Regions from separate parts of the Mus musculus genome. Here regions 1, 2, 3 and 5 are each linked to region 4. Evidence: chromatin contacts called from public Hi-C, HiChIP or PLAC-seq and Micro-C data. All regions are on one chromosome and are shown on one strand. Each heading gives the region's core, a stretch centred on a gene start, on an enhancer-like site or on the middle of the called end of the contact. The rest is flanking DNA. Distances are from core to core; before and after follow the strand shown.

Region 1 (2,798 bases), core at 14-2,513, 75 kb before region 4:
CCATGCTGTCTGAGATCTCCCAGGCAGACAGGAGTATCGACTGAGTATGAGGAATCATTCTGTTCCCTTGGGTTCTGGCTAAATCTGTTCAGACAGGACAAGGCAAGATTACAAACACAATCCCGTTTATGGAGGTTTCATCTTGAATTAAGAGTATCAATGGTTAACAAATGAAAACTACTATTCTAATGAGAAAAAAATGCATAGGAAATGACTAGATCCTTATTGAGATATAGCAGAGGCTAATGCCAGAGGTTAATTTCTGTCTCTCCCATTTAAGCTTCCTAACTAGCTCAGTCTTATCCATATACCAATAGCAATAACAGTACCATATGCAGTCTCTCTGTCTGTGTCTGTGTCTGTGTCTGTGTCTGTGTCTGTGTCTGTGTCTGTGTCTGTGTCTCTGTCTGTGTCTGTGTCTGTGTCTGTGTCTGTGTCTGTGTCTGTGTCTGTGTCTGTGTCTGTGTCTCTGTCTGTGTCTGTGTCTGTGTCTGTGTCTGTGTCTGTGTCTGTTTGTGTGTCTGTATCTGTGTCTGTGTCTGTGTCTGTGTCTGTGTCTGTGTCTGTGTCTCTGTCTGTGTCTGTGTCTGTGTCTGTGTCTGTGTCTGTGTCTCTGTCTGTGTCTGTGTCTGTGTCTGTGTCTGTGTCTGTGTCTGTCTGTGTCTGTGTCTCTGTCTGTGTCTGTGTCTCTGTCTGTGTCTGTGTCTGTGTCTGTTTGTGTGTCTGTGTCTGTGTCTGTGTCTGTGTCTGTTTGTGTGTCTGTGTCTGTGTCTCTGTCTGTGTCTGTTTGTGTGTCTCTGTCTGTGTCTGTGTCTGTGTGTGTCTGTGTCTGTGTGTGTCTGTGTCTGTGTCTGTGTCTGTGTGTGTCTGTGTCTGTGTGTGTGTCTGTGTGTGTCTGTGTCTGTGTGTGTGTCTGTGTGTGTGTGTGTGTGTCTGTCTGTGTCTGTGTCTGTGTCTGTGTGTATGTGTGTGTGTGTCTGTGTCTGTGTGTGTGTCTGTGTCTGTGTGTGTGTCTGTGTGTGTGTGTGTCTGTCTGTGTCTGTGTCTGTGTGTGTGTCTGTGTCTGTGTGTGTGTCTGTGTCTGTCTGTCTCTCTCTCCTCTCTCTCTCTCTCTCTCTCTCTCTCACACACACACACACACACACACATGTTAAACTAAATTAAACTTAAAAATGATATAAAAATAGCATGAATGGTGACTGAAAAAGCCTTTATTCCAAGATAATATTGTGCCCTGCCACATGTGATCCAGGCTGTCCAAGGTTCCTGTTGCAAAGAAACAAGCTCATAGCCATTCTGCTCCTCCCAGTGATAGCAAAAGAGAAATGAAAGTTTCTCTCTCAGCACCTTGGATCGTGTTCACAGAAGAGTAAACCCGTAAGAGTAGTGACTGCCAAACAAACAAAGAAAGTGAAGGTTCTGGAGTCCAGCAGTGCATGAAGGCACAACAGCACCATGGTCATTAGCCCTCCACACACGCTTCTCCTTTTGTGGCTCTTGTTTCATCTTCCAGTTTGCATCATCGTTCCAAATGGCAACCAGAGCTTCGATCGTCACATCTGCAGCCCAAACCTCAGGAAGAAAAACCAAAAAGCTACATACCCCTGACTTTACACGGGCTAGGCAGAAGTCAAATTCTCACAGGCTAGGACTTCGTCATTTTGTCCTACCTAACTACAAAGGACAAATGCAATCTTTTGGTTGCTGGCTTATGCATTCTGGATAGAAATTTGTTTCTGAAGAAGAAATAGAAAAGGCATTCTGAAGGGCTTCAGCAGCTCCTAGCCCTTCGTCACAGCCAGGGGGAGGGTAAGGATTTACAGCTGAGCACAGATACGTAGCCTTGAACTTCTCCAGTGGTGATCCCAGGTCCACGGGTAAGCTTTCCACTTCCTCTACGTGCCAACCACTTTCACTGCTTTAATTATTTTAGAATAAAACAATTGCAGAAGATTTTTCAAAATGTAAAGCAGAGAAGCGGAGATTGTGTGCTTTATAAATCAATAGCCCCTTTGTGCCAAATAGCCATTCTGTAATGGGATTTTTCTCCAGACTTCTCAGAGCATTTGGCCTGGCAAGGTTGACCCTTGTTGACCCTTGATAAGTTATAAACTGGCTCATTCATCTTAAAGAGAAAAAGTGTTATTCATTCTCTTACAGGAAATCCTCCATGCATTTAACTTTAAATGCACTGGATTTTCAAAAGGCTGTTTTTACACATAGAATTCTGTTGCCATATATTCAGAGTATTAACAAACAACAATACATATTAATGAATGCTGTAAAATACCCTTGCATAATTGTTTTCCTAAATATTTATTTACAAATACTAGAAACTAAGCTTAATTCTTCATAGGCAAATAAATCTAAGCAAACATTATTTTTGGTTTGGTTTGGTTTTGTTCTATACTCTGAAATTAAGAAATACATTGTAGAATTTTCCTAAAAGATGTTTGGCACCCAGAAGAAATAATCCACACATACAAATTGTTCCGAATGACTTTGAAGTGTTTTTATTTTAGCTGGCCTGCATCAATCTCTGCAAATTATTAGGAGGAATAATTGATTGACTTTAATCGGATTTGTCATTGTTAATGCTTTCAGGTGAGCCAGTATTTAAAGACTGTGTATGAATAAGTGAGATGTGTTTGGAAAGAGAAGCATATGACCACGAGCAGCAGTGTGTCCGGTGACGTCCGCTTGTAACGTTGCTAAAAACAAAAATAAAACAAACTATTTACTTCCTGTCAAGTTAGAAATAAAATGGTAATCATGGATGAAATGCAAAATAAAGCAAG
Region 2 (2,700 bases), core at 52-2,551, 130 kb before region 4:
ATGCTGATTAGGGTCCTAGTGTGAAGTAGGAGCCTCTGTTCTCTGTGCCCGTGCCTAGGGGGCGGGGGTGTCACTAGACTTTGCAGATTCGATGCTTACAGTACTGTAGTTTCACCTCAGAGCCCCTGAATAGCTGAGAAGAAAGACAGGGAGTCCAACAAGTGAGAGGCATAAAAGGTTGCCACTCACCACTCTCAGTACCCTTGACCCTCAGTCCACAGCTTAACTGTCAACAACCAAAAAACTATTGTGTGAGAGAATTGCTTAAAATACTTGAGTCTCTCTCCCTACTAGTGGAGCTATCTTGCGGTCTGGGAAGCTATAGTGACAGTTTGAAACTGTTGTAGAGTATATATATATACATCTATATCTCTGCAGTGTGGTGTGCTTTCTTATCTTCAGGAGCTTGACCTCAAACAGTTGACAAAACTAAAGAAAGTAAAGTCTCACGTTTCCTCATTTCAAGGTTTACGTTCAGTTGAGGATGTATCAGCAAAAGTCAGTATTAATCCATTTATGATATGAACATGACCAGCTATGGGGTTTTCATTTTGTATTCTCTTAACAGCTGTGAACAAGGCTGTGCCAAATTTACATTCCAGTATTGAAAGTTTATTATTTCACCAGATAAAATATAAATAGGTGATCTTGCAAAGAGGTTATTAAAGTAATGTCACAAAACTACTCACTAATCATATTGTAGTGACCAATGCACAGTATTAATAATAAATTCTAGGCAACCTTACTGTAGAAAATACAAGCCACACATTATATACCAAGTAAATACTTCCTGTATTAAAATGTGAATGTGGTATTAGCCTTGCTCTGAGGAATAAACACATAGCTAATTATATGTTAGGTGGTCTTTAAAAGGAAGTAGACTTTATTCTGGAAGTGACTGCATGATTCATGTGTGCAGGAGCCGAGAGAGACTCCTCCACCCAGCAAGGGAGGTCAAGGCTCATAAGAAGCATCAGACGCCGGATGAGGACAAACTGGGAAAAAAAGAAAAGAACTGTATCATTTTCATTTACTGTTCTGTAAATATCTTCATTTTAAATACATTGAAGAATTGTCCACAATAAAGGAGATGCAGAAATGAGTCAAAAGCCATAGAAATAAAGGGGAATGGGTTATTGAAAGGAGGGGAACAGGATGTGACAGAAAGGATCTAAGGGGCGGAAGGAGACATCCAGAGGAACAAAGGTGTTTGTAAAATGTTTGTGAGTCCTCTCCCCTTTCTGAGTCTTCCGACTCCTGTGGAGTCTCATTCTCTGAGTCTTTCACAGGATGTACATTTTTAGCCTGTTTACTCTGTAACTGAAACCTTTGCTTGTGTCCTCTTTGAACACCGCAAATGTAAGGCAAGGAAGGAGAAGTTGGTTTCAAGCCATTAAGGTGCAATTCTTGTCTGGGGCATCAGTGTCTCAAAGAAGAGACTCAGCTATACTGTTCCTGGCCGTAGACCCAAAATATGCTCCACCATACCACGAGGACACATGCTCCATTATGTTCATAGCAAATTTATCCATAATAGCCAGAAGCTGGGAACAATCTAGATGTCCCTCAACTGAAGAATGGATAAAGAAAATGTGGTTCATTTACACATTAGAATATGATTCAGCCATTAAAAACAAGGACATCATAAATTTTGCAGTTAAATGGATAGGACTAGAAGATATTATCCTGGATGAGGTAACCCAGATTCAAAAGAACAGGCATGGTATGTACTCACTGATAAGTATAGAATGCCCATGATATACCCTACAGACCCAAAGAAGTTAGATAAGAAGGAAGGCCCAAGCAAGGGTACTTGAATCACACTTAGAAGGGGAAACAGAATAAGAGACAGAGGAAAGGAGGGAACAGGGTGGGAGAGGGGAGCGGGAGGAGAATAGGGAGGCAGGGTCAGGTGTGGGAAGAGACAGGAAAGAGGCCCAGGAGAATGAATGGAAATCTACACTTGCTGGGGGTGAAAGAGGTGGGGAGGTTGGAGGGGGGATCTCTGGGAAGTCCCAGAGACCTGGGATAGGGGAGCCTACCAGGAGTCAATTTGGGTGACCTCAGCTAAGAAGCCTAACAGTGGGGATATAGAACCTGAAGAGGTCATCTCCTGTAGCCAGGCAAGACCCCCAGTAGAGAAATAAGGACACCAACCCACCCACAAAACTTTTGACCCAAAATTTGTTCTGTCTAAGTAAGGTAACCCAATCACAAAAGAAGTCATTAGATATGCACTCATTGATAAGTGGATATTAGCCCAGAAACATAGAACACCCAAGATACAATTTGCAAAACACAAGAAAATCAAGAAGAGGGGAGACCAATGGGTGGAAACTTCATTCCTCCTTAGAACAGGGAACAAAATACCCATGAAAGGAGTTACAGAGACAAAGTTTGGAGCTAAGACGAAAGGATGGACTATCTGGAGACTACACCACCTGGGGATCCATCCCATAATCAGCCACCAAACCCAGACACTATTGCATATGCCAGCAAGATTTTGCTGAAGGGACCCTGGTATAACTGTCTTATATGAGGCTATGCCACTGCTTGGCAAATACAGAAGTGGATGCTCACAGTCATCCATAAGATGGAACACAGGGCCCCCAGTGGAGAAGCTAGAGAAAGCACTCAAGGAGCTGAAGGGGTCTGCAACCCTATAGGTGGAACAACAATATGAACTAACCAGTACCCCAA
Region 3 (2,700 bases), core at 106-2,605, 110 kb after region 4:
TCTTATATTCGACAATGGATCAAGTTCCAGGTTTCTCCAAAAGCAACTTAAAAACAGCAGCATAGTGCTTAGCTTTGACCTCACCAGCAGGGGTCAGGGTCAGAACAAAAAACCAACCCAAGGGAGCCACAGAAAAACACTAGGCAGAAATTCGAAAGTAGCATACGTCTTCTCGAAGATGTCAAAAACCATAGTTTCCTTTCAAATAATACCTAACGGTTGTCACCATGAAAGAAGTCACCTGTATCAGAGTTTCTACTGCTTCGACAAAACACCACAACCAAAAACCAAGTTGCTGTTCGTTACTGAAGAATAGCAGGACAGGAACTCAACAGGGCAAGATCCTGGAGCCAGACACGAATGCGGAAGCCATGGAGGCGTGCTGCTTACTGGCTTGTTTCTCACGGCTTGCTTAGTCTGCTTTCTTATAGAACCCAGGACCGCCAACTCAGGCCCTTCCCGCCTACATCTCTAATTGAGGAAATGCCTTCAGCAGTAGGATCTCAAGTGGGCATTTTCTCAACTGAGGCTCCTTCCTCTCTATGACTCTAACTTGTGTCAACTTGACATCCAAACCATTCAATACAGAAGTTTAAAATATTGCTATTGCAATACAAAATAGCACGATAAAAGAATGGCAGCTCTGACGCTCGCCCAGGTTACGAGACACAGGAAGGGGACACAGGAAGAAAGCCCTACTGTTAGGAGCACCGTCCGTGCTTAGATAGGATGGCTGAGGGCTCCCTGTGGAGCTTTAAGTGGTACCCTTACACACAGACACAAACAGACAAACAAACCAACAGACGCACTTGTCACATCAGTCTCTATGCCCGCAAGCTTCAGCAGAGGCTCCACCTTCTCGTAATAGACGTGGACAGACTCCTTTCTGTGACTCTGGGGGTTGAGGAGGATCTTGAGAGCCTTGGGCCTGCTTGTGAAACCTAAAATGAAAATGAGTAAGGTTAGGTTGTCCATCAGAATATCCCACTCATATCTCAATGGCATTTGCTATTTGCGCCTTATAGTCTCCCTTGGATGTGACGTCATTTTAACCGGCTGCTTCCCTACAGGTGAAACACGATGCGCTCCCTCTTCGAGTAAACCGTGTGTCATAGGGAACATTTTATACAGAAAGAAGGAAATAAATAAACAACAGTAGCAGCTCACAAACATGAAAGCACGGCTGATGCCTGCTGACCCACGCACAGATCAGGCGCTGCTTTACGGAGGGAGACAGGCTGTGGGCTGTGACAAACAGGGAGGTGCATTTCTCCTTTGATATTTACATATACTGGAACAGGACACCTACTGACCCCAGGCCTACTGACATCTGACCTTCCCCATGACTCCAGGGACAGAATTGAGCAAGCAGGGAGGGGTTACTGTTTTCAACCAGCGCAGTGCATGCTGGTAGCTAACACAGGGCTTTAGGTCAGAGTTCAAATCCCAGGAGAGAGCAGGGGCGAAAGTGCTTCTCCCTTGGGGATTGGGAAAGCACCCACCTCTCAGAGGCAATCGGTCACTGTGCTGCCTCACAGTTGGGACTGAGATTTGATATTGCAATTTTCTGGGCTCTGCAAGACGCTTAGCACTGAGAACCCACTTGGAGCAGGTGCAGAGCAAATTGTCTGTTGTTAGGAAAGGGCAGGAGCCAAACGGAAGCTGACAACCATTTCTTTTGTAGTAAGCTGCTTTCGGAAGACAGCATTTTAAGGTTACAAAAGCAGTTAACATTCGTTTTGAATAAAATCATCACTAAAGATAAATGAAAGTAAATGTCCATTTATATCCAACTGTGTTTTATACTATACTTAGAATATTTTTCTCTTTCATTATATTTGAAGTAATAGACTTTTTTAAGTCCTACATACTGTTTTGAAATCAGGGAGGGCATGGGATGAGGAACAGAAGAGCCGTGTTGAAGTGTTTGGACATTCTCAGGAAGGCCTCAGGGTCTGTTTTGTAAGGAGCTTCATCGGTCTCCTGGTCACACATGCTGACACTCCCCCACCCCCAACCCCGCCGCCCCCCTTCCATGCCCCATGCCTCGCTTTTTTCAGCTCTTCTATTTGGATGAGCACTGAGAATCCTACATTGCAAGTGCTAGCTCCTGGGCCTTGTGTATCACTCACCACTAACCCACTCTGGTACAGGGAGGGCCCCATGTCTGTGCCAGTATGCTTTCCCAGATTTGCATAGCTCCAGCGTAGCTACTCCGGTCAGTGCTTCACTGTTCCAAAGCTGCCCTGGCCTCTCTGCTGTGGACACTACTGCCCAGGCCCCTTAAAGTGGCCATCAGAGAATGCAAATGTGTCCTGAAGCCAGTTCATCGCCTTCTCTTACATCAACCTTCAAGAGACTTATGGGAGGTTTGTTTTCTAACCTGGCCAGAGAAGATGGTGATGGTAGGAAGCAACAGCACAAGGGCATCTAGACTCAAAGCAGAGGCATGAAACACTATGGGAGTTTGTGGGGGTGGAACTGGACGGGACGGGAGTTTGTAGGGTGGGAGTGTATGGGGGTGGGAGTGTATGGGGGTGTCCTGGGGTATATTGGGGGTGTTTGAGGCAGTGCTACTTCTTAGGGTTCTGGAAAAGCCTTCTTGAAGAAAGTAGTATTTGCGTGAGGCTTCCTTCTCAACACAGAATGCCTTCTTCATTACTCTCCAATTAACAGTCGGACAGGGCTGGAACTTCTAGG
Region 4 (2,809 bases), core at 176-2,675:
AATTAAACTTTATGGAGTAGGGAACTTTTCTTTTCTACTATCAGGCCAAAAATGTTGCTGGGTGCTCCTCCAGGCATCCTGCTGATTTGTTGTGGTGTTTCGAGGACTGGGGGCTGCCCACTGCATGAGATGATCTGACTCAGTGAACAGCGACAGCTGCGGGCCTGTGATTCTGTTGGTGTAACTGGCAGACACGGACTTTCTTTCTTTCTTTCTTTCTTTCTTTCTTTCTTCCTTTCTTCCTTCCTTTCTCTCTCTCTCTCTCTCTCTCTCTCTCTCTCTCTCTCTCTCTCTCTTTCTTCCTTTCTTTCTTTCTCTCCCTCCCTCCCTCTCTCTTTTTCTTTCTTTCTTTCTTTCTTTCTTTCTTTCTTTCTTTCTTTCTTTCTTTCTTTCTTTCTTTCTTTCTTGTCATTTGTCTTTTTTTTGCAACAAAGGTAAGAGGGCCAGCATCTCACCTGCTAACACTCACCAGCACTTGCCTCCTGCTCCAGCGTGAAAAGCAGGGAATGGAATATGGAGTGTAAGACATAAATTAAAAATAAAATAAAATTAAAAAAAAAAAGAAAAGCAGCACACAAGGAGTATGTTCAGCAGAGGCCCATCTCCTGGCTTAGGTGTGCTGTGACTCTGATCTCTGGTGGCTTTTTAGAAGCCTGTTATGACCTTGTCTTAGGCTGTGTCTACACATCTGGTGGTAGGTATGTCCTGGGGTAACTGAGTGTGTACATGGGGACTAGTTATGAAGAAGTGAGCAAGGGGTGGAGTCTGCTAAGTGAGGCAAGTCACAGAATTTCCTTAGCTTGCCTGGGTTTTCTGTGTTAGGCTATTGCCTGGCTTGCTCATGCGTATAGACTCTATTTAAGAGGAAGTGTATAGAGAGGAAGGAAGCCTGCATAAAAGGCTGCAGGCCTGGGAGTTTTGAAGAGACTAGCCATATACTTTTGTCACCAAATGCTCCAATAGGGCTGGGGCGGGAGGGGGGGGGGGCAGCAGTTTTGGCTTCTTGCAAACTGTGTAATTTCTGTATGCTACACAGCACATAAGTGACAGAGGAAGTTCTGGAAGGTTCTCCACAGTCTTAGTTCCCAAATTATTGGCCACTGGGACTGGCCCTGGAGGCCAGTCACTTGGTGAAGTCCCGCAAGGCATCAAGCCTTAGCCAACTTTCAAAAGGGAATCCCCTGATCTGTTTTGTGTTCCCCCAAGGGTTATTTTTGCTGGGCCCCAGAAGCCAGAGCCACTGTGTGTGATGTCTGCCAGGGTGTGAGTCCATGCAACCTAGGTCCCCTAGCGCCCCCTACAGCTGCTGCGGGGCGGGGATGGGGATCGGGTTGGGGAGAGGGAGGCCAGGCTGTGAGCCACTGCACCACACCCAGGACCCCACCCAGATCCTAGGAGCACCCGGCCCCTGGCTCCGGGGCCACAGAAACGGGGCGTGGGCCAGAGCCTGAAGCATCCCTGGCCACTACGATCGCTCCGCCTGTGGCCACCAATTCCCCTCCTCTTCTGGCGTCCCTCTCTCCGCCCCTGTCGCCTGCCAGCACCGGACACGCTGCTGCACTTCATCTCTTGGGGCGCTCTTCTCTTTGGCCAACCGTCGCATCCTGTGCAACTCTGGTCAGTGGCCGTTTTGTGTTGAATGTTCTCCACCAAGAGCGCATGGCTGCGGAAGCGAGGTGCAGACCGAGGTCCCGAGGGATCGCCCTCCGGGAAGCGGTGATGCTGTTGTTGTACTTCGGGGTGCCAACCGGGCACTCCTACAACCTGGACCCGGAGAATGCACTGCTGTACCAGGGCCCCTCCGGCACGCTGTTTGGCTACTCGGTGGTGCTGCACAGCCACGGGTCGAAGCGCTGGTGAGTGCGCCCTCCCCAAGAGGCATGTCACAGCGCCTCCGCCTCTGGGATTCCTTGTATGAATCAAACTTTCCGCCCTCCTGGGAGGTCAGAGAAAGACCTGGCTTCAGCCAGCTGCCTCACTGGAGAGCCTTGGAACTAACTTATCTTGGGATGGCAGCCCCCAGGGTGCTCCTGAGTCCTGGGTCTCCAGTCATGGGAAGAGGAGGTGGGTGCCACTTCCCTTGCTGACCACTGCACAGCTGTCACAAGCCAACACGGGGCAGAGTGGGTGGGCAGACTGGTTCACGTCTGAGCGAACTTGCATGGTTCTTGCTTTAGGCTCATCGTGGGGGCTCCCACTGCCAGCTGGCTCTCTAATGCCTCAGTGGTCAATCCTGGGGCGATTTACAGATGCGGGATCAGAAAGAATCCAAACCAGACCTGCGAACAGCTCCAGCTGGGTGAGTTGGGTCCCCAAAACAAGACATAATGAACTTTCTCCCCTTCGTGGGTCCACTGTTGGGCAAGTCCTGGAAGACACTATGATGCTGGTCTCTTCTGGATTAAAGTACAAGCTTTTCAATTTTAACCCCATGCCAGCTTGCTCCTGAGAGTATTTTCCTCTCCTTTGCTTGCAACTGTATGTGATCTCAGTATCTTCCAAACCTCTTTCAGGGGAAGTCTCATAGGGTGGCTTCTGGCAAGCTACCTTCTACCAGTCCTAGAACTCTTCCATGTGTAAAATCTGTTTCAAAGCCTTAAAACCCCTCTCTGGCTGAGGACCCAACTTCTCAACTTTGTTCTAGCGTGAGCTGCACATCAGGAATAGAAACTTTGATTGAGCCTATATCCCACCATGTAGCCTATATCCCACCATGTAGCTTATATCCCACCATGTAGCTTATATCCCACCATGTAGCCTATATCTCACCATTTAGCCTATATCCCACCATGTAGCCCAGGGATTTTTC
Region 5 (2,700 bases), core at 18-2,517, 110 kb before region 4:
TGACACCATTGCATACACCAGCAAGATTTTGCTGAAAGGACCCAGATATAGCTGTCTCTTGTGAGGCTATGCCGAGGCCTAGCAAACACAGAACTGGATGCTCACAGTCAGCTATTGGATGGATCACAGGGCCCCCAATGGAGGAGCTAGAGAAAGTACCCAAGGAGCTAAAGGGATCTGCAACCCTATAGGTGGAACAACATTATGAACTAACCAGTACCCCCCAGAGCTCACGTCTCTAGCTTCATATGTATCAGAAGATGGCCTAGTTGGCCATCAGTGGAAAGAGAGGCCCATTGGTCTTGCAAACTTTATATGCCTGAGTACAGGGGAACGCCAGGGCAAAGAAGTGGGAGTGAGTGGGTAGGGGAGTGGGAGGGGGAGGGTATGGGGGACTTTTGGGATAGCATTTGAAATGTAAATGAAGAAAATACCTAATAAAAATGCAAAAATAAATGTGTGTTAAAGAACTAAACTTTTGCTCAAAACTGTGATTTTAAAATATTTTACATGGTATGTGTCAAAACAGGCAAGTGAGCATTGTGTATAAAGTAGACTATGTGCATATCATAACACGGTACAGAAACACCTTTTGGAATATTCTTAGTTAAACTATTAGGCTATAAGCGTAAAAAGGATTAATTGCTTATTACTATGGATTCTCAAGCATGGAATGTCTTCAACATTATTTCTTTTCAACATTGATCAATTATCACTTCCACAATTCGAAGTATCAGTTATCAGCTGCATCCCCAACAAAAGTGCATTGTGTTCTTCTTTTCTCTTGCTCCATCATGAATCTGTAGTTTATAAATATGTCCTTAAACCATCATGCTAATAATAGTTATTGGGATGTTGGTTCAATGATGGTCAGGATGAAATCACCCCTACATTTTCAGGATAGGAGGAAGACCAAATTGATGAATCACCGGAAACCATCTGCTGCCATTAAAAATCACCAGCTGTGCCAAAAACAAAAGTAGCCGCAGTGAGAGCAATTATTATCTGAAGCTTGAATTTTTACAGACTGTCAGTGAATTTATACTTCATCATTGGGTGTAGTATATATGGGGTGTTACAAAGTTGTAGTTACAAAAAAAAAAATTCCTACCCAGACATCAGTTTTGAAAGGTCAAAAGTCTTACCCAGGAAAGTATTACATTGTTTGGTTTTTGATTTTTAATTTAGAATGTGGTTACATTATTCTTCTCTTCTGTTTCCTCCCTCCAACCCCTCCCATGTAACCCCCTTGCTTAACTAAGACTCTGATCTCTTGGCATTGAGTAACCACATTGAGTAACCGGGGACATTGTTCTCCTCTGGTGAAGACTATTTCTCCAGTCTCAGAATTCCTTAGTTTCCTGTAGTTCTTTGTCTAGAACTGGGGACTGCTGAACTTTCTCCTGTCCACATTAGCATGTCTGTTGGTGTCATTCTTGTTCAGGTCTGACTGAGTTTTAAAAATTGAAACAGGAGGATGTTTCAGGCCTCAGAAATATCAACTTGGGGTGTGTGCGTGTGCGTGTGTGTAACTGCCAAGTTGCAGGAGCACCGATTTGAATTGGCAAAGTCGTCATATCTCAAGCAATTGGTGGGACAATTTCCAATGAAGTTGCCAATGGTGTGGATGCTTATCTGTGCAGCAAAGCAGGGGAATGAAGTTGATAGAGCAACTTGGTCAGAAACAACAGTCTTTTCTTTCCCCTATATAATGATATCCAACACACTGGCTGGGGAGTAAGATGAATTCACCTATTGTCAGCACTGTAAGTGACCCTATGTGTTTGTCGTAATAAAGAAGCCCAATAGAACATGTTGCTGGGCCAATCTTTGTTAACTCTTACAACTCCAGAAGAGACTTTAAAACTGTTGCTAGCTTCAAGACACAGTCACGTGTTAGGGATGCGCAGTGCTATGCACAGATGGTGCTAACGCAATGGTATCCAATAAGAATGACTGTTCCATGTATTCAAGCTGTTGTACTGGAAGCAAGATCTATTCACTGTTTCACACATGGGGGAAGTTCTCACCACCAGAGATGTTTGTAAAAGATTTAATAAAAGAACCTAATGAAAATATAGATCATCAACCACATTATGGATAGCAAATTAAATCCACAACTTCTTCTCAGTTTTACAAAAACACCGGCACTGATTGCAAACATTGCTGTTCATGTAAGAACTTGAAGAAAAGCTTCGTGTCTTTGGTGATAAATCTTACACGATGTGTAAGAACAAATACATACTTTGGATTGCTTTTTCAAATCATCTTGTTAAAGATGTATTTTCTCTTTTAAATTAACTAACATTGTCATCTCAAGGCAAGCAAATCCCCATTTATCCACCTAATAGGAACAGTGGGTAAGATGAATGCATTTTTAACTCTGTGGGACAAATGGGCCCAATACAGCAAACTGGATTGGTATGTTGGTCTGAATGACCTTGTAAAAACTCATTAAAATGAAATAAATAAAATATCCTGAAAATTTCAAATACTTAGTGATAGATCTCCCCATAAATACCTGGCATAGAAAATGAGTCTCGGAAATAGGTGAGCACTACAGTTTTATAGTTTGGTCCATGTTACGAAATATCGCTCGCACTCATATTTAAATACTTTTAAAGTGGGTCCTTCTGAAAGGTTATTGAGCTCAACTTACTCAGGAAATGTTGTGACAGTGTGAGCTATGATATCACCCAT

The links. A called contact is a pair of places that touch in the nucleus more often than the background predicts. HiChIP or PLAC-seq counts read pairs in DNA pulled down with a chosen protein or histone mark.
Region 1: a contact with region 4 is called in an H3K4me3 HiChIP or PLAC-seq map of the SCID.adh cell line, with 36 read pairs. The contact joins the enhancer-like site here to the promoter of Itga4 in region 4. A contact is called at or near these places in 6 of 39 promoter capture datasets (the C10 cell line, the HPC-7 cell line, HPC-7-derived erythroid cells and 2 more), 4 of 15 datasets of contacts at CTCF or cohesin (CD8 T cells, the G1E-ER4 cell line, large pre-B cells and 1 more), 29 of 484 Hi-C or Micro-C datasets (B cells, the C10 cell line, CD4 T cells and 16 more), 6 of 115 datasets of contacts at active chromatin or transcription factors (the HPC-7 cell line, the SCID.adh cell line, bone marrow-derived dendritic cells and 3 more) and 2 of 9 other capture datasets (adipose tissue and liver).
Region 2: a Hi-C map of the G1E-ER4 cell line shows a contact between it and region 4, with 5 times the contacts expected there. The contact joins the enhancer-like site here to the promoter of Itga4 in region 4. A contact is called at or near these places in 13 of 39 promoter capture datasets (the C10 cell line, the HPC-7 cell line, HPC-7-derived erythroid cells and 9 more), 4 of 15 datasets of contacts at CTCF or cohesin (CD8 T cells, the G1E-ER4 cell line, large pre-B cells and 1 more), 79 of 484 Hi-C or Micro-C datasets (the 63-12 cell line, B cells, the BV-2 cell line and 46 more), 29 of 115 datasets of contacts at active chromatin or transcription factors (the 230-238 cell line, CD4 single positive thymocytes, CD8 T cells and 20 more) and 3 of 9 other capture datasets (adipose tissue, liver and pancreatic islet).
Region 3: a contact with region 4 is called in a Micro-C map of embryonic stem cells, with 2.7 times the contacts expected there. The contact joins the enhancer-like site here to the promoter of Itga4 in region 4. A contact is called at or near these places in 2 of 484 Hi-C or Micro-C datasets (Th1 cells and embryonic stem cells), 3 of 115 datasets of contacts at active chromatin or transcription factors (bone marrow-derived macrophages, embryonic stem cells and memory CD8 T cells) and 3 of 9 other capture datasets (adipose tissue, liver and pancreatic islet).
Region 5: a contact with region 4 is called in an H3K4me3 HiChIP or PLAC-seq map of bone marrow-derived macrophages, with 4 times the contacts expected there. The contact joins the enhancer-like site here to the promoter of Itga4 in region 4. A contact is called at or near these places in 12 of 39 promoter capture datasets (the C10 cell line, the HPC-7 cell line, embryonic stem cells and 7 more), 2 of 15 datasets of contacts at CTCF or cohesin (large pre-B cells and pro-B cells), 38 of 484 Hi-C or Micro-C datasets (B cells, the BV-2 cell line, the C10 cell line and 28 more), 12 of 115 datasets of contacts at active chromatin or transcription factors (the 230-238 cell line, CD8 T cells, the HPC-7 cell line and 7 more) and 2 of 9 other capture datasets (adipose tissue and liver).

What each region holds. Positions count from the first base shown.
Region 1 is chr2:79,179,533-79,182,330 of GRCm38.p6, forward strand. No RefSeq gene overlaps it. Among named protein-coding and RNA genes, the nearest start is that of Gm35813, 50 kb to the right of the region's middle. Within about 2 kb of position 1,264, at least 59 of the 459 cell types and tissues checked have an H3K27ac peak or open chromatin away from gene starts, as enhancers often do. A contact at or near this core is called in B cells, CD8 T cells, the SCID.adh cell line and 8 more, where this site is marked.
Region 2 is chr2:79,126,285-79,128,984 of GRCm38.p6, forward strand. No RefSeq gene overlaps it. Among named protein-coding and RNA genes, the nearest start is that of Gm35748, 5.3 kb to the left of the region's middle. Within about 2 kb of position 1,302, at least 42 of the 459 cell types and tissues checked have an H3K27ac peak or open chromatin away from gene starts, as enhancers often do. A contact at or near this core is called in the 63-12 cell line, B cells, the Ba/F3 cell line and 15 more, where this site is marked.
Region 3 is chr2:79,367,871-79,370,570 of GRCm38.p6, forward strand. Cerkl (ceramide kinase-like) reads right to left here. Exons shown (of 13, transcript NM_001048176.1): 3 at 810-941. Among named protein-coding and RNA genes, the nearest start is that of Gm22606, 21 kb to the left of the region's middle. Within about 2 kb of position 1,356, at least 109 of the 459 cell types and tissues checked have an H3K27ac peak or open chromatin away from gene starts, as enhancers often do. A contact at or near this core is called in Th1 cells, adipose tissue, bone marrow-derived macrophages and 3 more, where this site is marked.
Region 4 is chr2:79,254,001-79,256,809 of GRCm38.p6, forward strand. Itga4 (integrin alpha 4) reads left to right here and starts at 1,426. Exons shown (of 28, transcript NM_010576.4): 1 at 1,426-1,856; 2 at 2,178-2,299. The coding sequence starts at 1,660.
Region 5 is chr2:79,144,829-79,147,528 of GRCm38.p6, forward strand. No RefSeq gene overlaps it. Among named protein-coding and RNA genes, the nearest start is that of Gm35748, 24 kb to the left of the region's middle. Within about 2 kb of position 1,268, at least 8 of the 459 cell types and tissues checked have an H3K27ac peak or open chromatin away from gene starts, as enhancers often do. A contact at or near this core is called in the C2C12 cell line, bone marrow-derived macrophages, granulocyte-monocyte progenitors and 1 more, where this site is marked.